Linked DNA regions of Rattus norvegicus: region 2 is linked to region 1. Evidence: chromatin contacts called from public Hi-C data. All regions are on one chromosome and are shown on one strand. Each heading gives the region's core, a stretch centred on a gene start, on an enhancer-like site or on the middle of the called end of the contact. The rest is flanking DNA. Distances are from core to core; before and after follow the strand shown. Region 1 holds the start of Ppp1r3c (protein phosphatase 1, regulatory subunit 3C). Region 2 has its middle 38 kb from the start of Ppp1r3c.

Evidence for each region. A called contact is a pair of places that touch in the nucleus more often than the background predicts.
Region 2: a Hi-C map of liver shows a contact between it and region 1, with 4 times the contacts expected there. The contact joins the enhancer-like site here to the promoter of Ppp1r3c in region 1. A contact is called at or near these places in 4 of 12 Hi-C or Micro-C datasets (kidney, liver and psoas muscle).

Annotation. Positions count from the first base shown.
Region 1 is chr1:243,877,105-243,879,855 of GRCr8, forward strand. It overlaps Ppp1r3c (protein phosphatase 1, regulatory subunit 3C), which reads right to left and starts at 1,423. Exons shown (of 2, transcript NM_001012072.1): 1 at 1,322-1,423. The coding sequence starts at 1,335.
Region 2 is chr1:243,915,579-243,918,278 of GRCr8, forward strand. No RefSeq gene overlaps it. Among named protein-coding and RNA genes, the nearest start is that of Ppp1r3c, 38 kb to the left of the region's middle. Within about 2 kb of position 1,368, at least 4 of the 93 cell types and tissues checked have an H3K27ac peak or open chromatin away from gene starts, as enhancers often do. A contact at or near this core is called in liver, where this site is marked.

The sequences.
Region 1 (2,751 bases), core at 173-2,672:
TAATTACCACTTTACTATAGCTCTGTCTTACAGCCTGCAGTATACATTATAGATACAAAATAAAGTGTAGTTTTAAGAACTGATAACCTGACATTGAACTGTTTTAAAATACACTGTAGATATATGAATTTATAAATACTGAAATCCTACAGGGAGAAGACTAAGATGTCCATTACCTTGGCCTGGTGGAATTACAGTACCTACCGGTTTGGGCTGCTATGGTGTTTCCTATTGTTGGGTAACTGGTATTTACAAGCAGAAAGGCAGTTACAACAGTGCCCATCCAACCAAGAATCATCCACCAAGACTTTTCCTGGCCTTTCTTTCCCTTGAACCACACTCTATTTCCACACTTACGGAATTAAGATTTTCCTCTCCGATTTCCGCCTTATAAGTCAAAGAACATGAAATACAGTAGGTGCCATTTTTGCAGCCTGACTATTAATTGTTTATTCTTTGACAGTTCATATATGACTATAACATACTTTGATCACATATAGAGTCTGGCTGGAAGAATTCTCTTCATACCACCACTAAGCAGAGCACCCTATAAATGGTCACCATCACAAAAGCCCAGTAAAGAATGTACACAGACTCATTTTAATAGCCCTAGGGTTTTTCTGAGAGGATCACAAACTTCCAGCAACAAAAACTCAAGATGTATCTGTCTCACAACGTTAACAGGCAGGATTTGGGGAGAGAGAATTCTTGGACTAAGTCAAGACTGGAGAAGCAACGAAATTTCATGAGATGGTCTTGGTTACCTGGTTGATGGAGCTGTTGTTCGTTTTTATTGGTTGGGCTGTCGTTTTTCTTTTTCACTTCTGCATTTATAGAGAGTTTTAGTATTGGGCTAGTTCCCTGGAATTCTTAGTCCCAGCCAAGAGTTAAAAATAATAGTTTTCTCAAACTCTAAGACTGAATATTCTATGGCAAGCCAGGATAAGGAAAATGGGAAAAGAAATGCAAATCCTCCTGGAACTTTTGCTGCAGACTAAACTACCCCACCGCAATACATGGGTGCAAACTAAGCTGCCCCCCAAGTGCTTGGATCTTTGAGCTCAAAGGCAACAGTCACTTCAGCAAAGGGAATCGCAGCTAAAGCTGACTCACTAAGGCAGTTTCTGCTTTGAGATGTAGATTTCCCAAAACAGGCACTAAGAAATACAACTCTAAGTCCATCCCTTCAAGGCCTCCGGGACAATTAAACTCAGCCATCAACCTGGGAGTCTCCCATCTGCAGAGAAGGCAAAACCACAGAAGCCCCCAAAGTCCCCGCAGCTTCGGGTTCCCCTCCAATAGGGCGCGGAGTTGCACGTACCTGGTGCAGCTCATTGGACCGAGAGGCAGTGGCGACCGCGACAACCGCACCCAGCGCAGCTTCGCACCACGCACTTAGCGGATGCAGCGCCGCGGTCAAGCCCGCCGACTGACCGCAGGCAAGCGGGGAGGCAGCTTATCAGAGCCCGATCACGTGAGCTGGTCCCTCGGACCAATCAGAGGCCCGATTCCCCGGCCAACCGCTGCGCAGCTGGGGCACGAGCCCCTGTCCCTGGAACGTGATCACCGCGGGGCTGGATGTGACCAGAGCGTGCTGGAAGGCGGCCGCAGTGTCCGGGAGCCCTGGGCCAGCGGGACCCAGGCGTGTTCCTGGAACCTGGCGTGCAGCACGTAGCTCACGGCTCGCAGCTGGCCTTCTGCAGCTTATGCGAGCCTGGCGGGGTCTTCTATGGAAACGCGTGGGTCTGTGCAGAGTTGAATCTGAGCTCAGAAAGTTGTGGCTCCACCCCTTGTCTGTGAATTTTGAAATGCTTGTGGTGCTCCTTGCGTTGTGTATCCAAGCACCCTTGGCCCAAGCAAAAAAAAAAAAAAAAAAAAAAAAAGTTGGCTGGCTCTTCTTCCTACACAAATAAAGCCTCAGAACCACCCAAATGTTAAGAAAACACATGAGCCGGTGAAACGAAGTGGCCCAGTGTTCTCTTCCCTCTGAAGACAGAGGCAGAGAGCCAGCCTGTACAGCTTAGCAAGACTCTGCATCTAAATAAGCAAACCGACACTATGCTGATCTATTCAGCTTTCTCCTTGGAAGAGAGAACTATAGGCCAACACGAAGTTACTGTCCTTGCTCTTTGTCACCAGACACAGCAGATAGCCCAGATCCCTAGACAGAGTTCTGACTTCCCTAGGCAGAGTTCAAAGTCACAGTTCATCTCACGCTTTCTCTGAGATTTCCTTCTTTTCTTTTGGAGCTTGAAGGGACCATATCTGTTGTACCATTAAAAACTATGAAGTCCGACCGGCTGTGATGGAGCACACCCAGCATTCCGGAGGCAGAGTCTGGCAGATCTCTGTGAGTTCAAAGCCAGCCTGGTCTACAGAGTGAGTTCCAGGGATTACACTGAGAAACCCTGGGGGTGGGGGTGGAGGGGGCTATAAAATTAGTCAAACGCAAATGTCTTCTTCTTTTGCTCTGTTTTTGTTTTGAGATTTTAATATAATTACATCATTTCCCCCTTCCCTTTTCTTCCTCTAAACATTCCTATGTATGTTCCTGGTTCTCTTTCAAATTCATGGCCTCTCTTTTTTTCTAATTGTTAATATATGCGTTATGTGTACAGATTATTTTTACAAGCCCATGGCCTAGCTCTGCTCGGTTACCCAGAAGCCAATCAAAACGTGCAAAAATTTCCTCTGCCATTTAACTGTCAAACACTAGAATTGTTGCAGTAAAGAAAAAGCAGTCCATGCAAT
Region 2 (2,700 bases), core at 118-2,617, 38 kb after region 1:
ACTGTGAAAACCAGTGTGGAGGTTCCTCAAAATACTAAAACTGCAATTACTGTATGATCCGGCTGGATATATATCCGAGAGGATGAAAGGCAGAAGTCATTGTGTACTTCTTTGCATTGTTCCGTGGCTCTGTCTCATTGGTCAGCCGTGGAATCAGCTCAAGTGTCTATCAACACTTAAACAGTTAAAGAACGCACAGAATGTAAGGTCGTGGAGCACAATTCCGCCGTGCAGAGAAACGAAACTGTGTGATTTGCAGGAGATAGGCAGAGCTGGAAGATCACCATGGTAAGCAGAACACGCAGACCCAGAGACACACAACAGCGTGCGTTCTTTCACACGGAGAATCTAGCTGGTTTGGGGTTTGGTTTTGTTTTTGTTTTTTTTAAGTCATGAAAAAAAGATAGTAAACTATCTAGGGGAGAGGAAGAGACCAAAAAGAAACAGGGTGAGAGAGGAGAGAATTGAGGGTAACTGAGGGGTGGGTATTCTCAAAATAGATAATACACATGTGTGGAAATGTTGACAGGAACAAACAATACTGAGAAAAATATAAAATTGTACTTTCTAACTTTCCTGGGGAAGGCATCATGGTAGGAACTGTGAAAGTGGAGATAAATCCACTCAGAATGGTAGCAACCAATACCCACGAGCCTGCAGTTCCTCGCTGGAGTACAGTGTGGCCGATAAACCAGGTCACGCCACGGACTGATGCTGTGGGAGCCTCAGGACAAGTTTTTACTGTACACAGGGAGTTTGAGGAGCTACCATCTGCAGTCAGCCAATCAGAACAAAGCTATGTTGACTTAGTGAAGCCAAGAGAGCTGGGCTAAGGACAAGCCGGGTGGTGTAGGAACACAGCCCCAGATGTAGGCAGGCCCCAGATGTCAGCCAACCCACCACCATCCTCCTTTCAGCAAACACAACCATGATTCAGCATTGTCCGTATAAATCCTATTGCTTACAGTTTCAAAGTCTCCTTTTTTTTTTTTTTTTTTTTTTTGGTTCTTTTTTTCGGAGCTGGGGACCGAACCCAGGGCCTTGCGCTTCCTAGGTAAGTGCTCTACCACTGAGCTAAATCCCCAGCCCCTCAAAGTCTCCTTTTAATGATGGTTCTTAAATGCTTTAACCTCCTTTCTAGCCCATCATCCACCAGAGGTCGTGGGGAAAAAAGGATGGGGGGTAGTGGACCTGTTTAGAAATGATTCTTTGGAGCAAATCTCATCTGCATTGTCAGGAAATGAGCAGTTCAGTTCACAGGTCGGCAATGGCAGCTCGATCCACTCACAAGCACTTCATGGATACACCAGCAGTCCAGTTCAGTAGAGTTGGACAGCAGCAGCGGTGGCATGACTTAGCAGGAGCAGCCAGGCCTCAGCCAAGTCGGCACGAGGCAGCAGGAGGGATCAGGACCAGCAGGGATATCTGGAGTGCTTTGCCCTGCCTCTCTCAGTGAAGACTCAAGACCAAGCAGCACTGCAGAACTAGCTCTTCCAGCAAGCCCCTCTCAGAATCCGTGGAGTCTTATTTACACTCCCTCCAAACATCACATGTCCTCCATGGGTCTTGCCTCAGCACCTGAGTCTGTCTTAGCAAAACTCCATGTAAATCTGTATCAGCTGACATCACTCTGCCAATTGGCCTGAGTCCTCAGAAGCAGTGGAGGATGAAGGGTTGGGGGTGGAGGTAGCACACCCCCAGAAGTCTTTGGTGCATTTCTTTCTATGGCATCCCAACAAAAGGAGCTCAACTACACAATGTAAGGTGGACCAATGTATACACTGTAGAGGGCCGCAATAACACTCGCCACCACTAGATGGCGCTGGCTTCCACTGCGCCCCACATGGAAGGCCAGGATAGCCTCCGCCATTACAAGATGGCGCTGGCCTCCGCCGCACCAGCCGACTTCCTTTCAGGAAGTTAACTGTGTGCGCATGTGCAAGAGTGCCTTCGTGCCAGGTCTTTGCCCATTCCAGGGCATGCCTTATGAGATCATGGGTAAGCGACCAATCAGGTGTGGATGCGCCGCGCTAGGGTGTATATAGCCGCGCCATGCGGGCGCGCGGGGGCTTCTCCTTAAGATATTAATAAAGTGGGGTTGGGGATTTAGCTCAGTGGTAAAGTGCTTGCCTAGGAAGCGTAAGGCCCTGGGTTCAGTCCCCAGCTCCGAAAAAAAGAACCAAAAAAAAAAAAAAAAAAAAGATATTAATGAAGTTTGGTCGCAGCTAGGATTCCTATGTCCCCGCGTGTTTTCTTGCTGGTGAGGTCGCGCGAGGGACAATACATGTGGTTAGCGAAGAATCCTTCACCACGTGTCCTTTCACGTGCTTGCTTTAGCAGAACGTCCTTTCACCTGTCTGCTTCAGGAAAACACTCCTTCACAGTGTTTGTCACAGCAAAACACCATCCCACACAACTGACTTTTCAAAGAACACTTAAGTCTCCTCTTCAGTGTCCTCTAGAGTCATAGAGCTTATGGAATGAATAAGATAGACAGACAGACAGACGGGCAGACAGACAGACAGACAGACAGACAGACAGACAGAAGGGGCTATAGTCCAACTAATTCAACAATGGCCAGCCATGAACGGGAAATAAATTATCTTGTTCTTATGTTGTCAAGTAATACCTCTACGACACAGATTCTCCAGGTAGGGCTGACATGGCTTAGCAGGCAAGAGCAAAGGACCCAGATTCAGC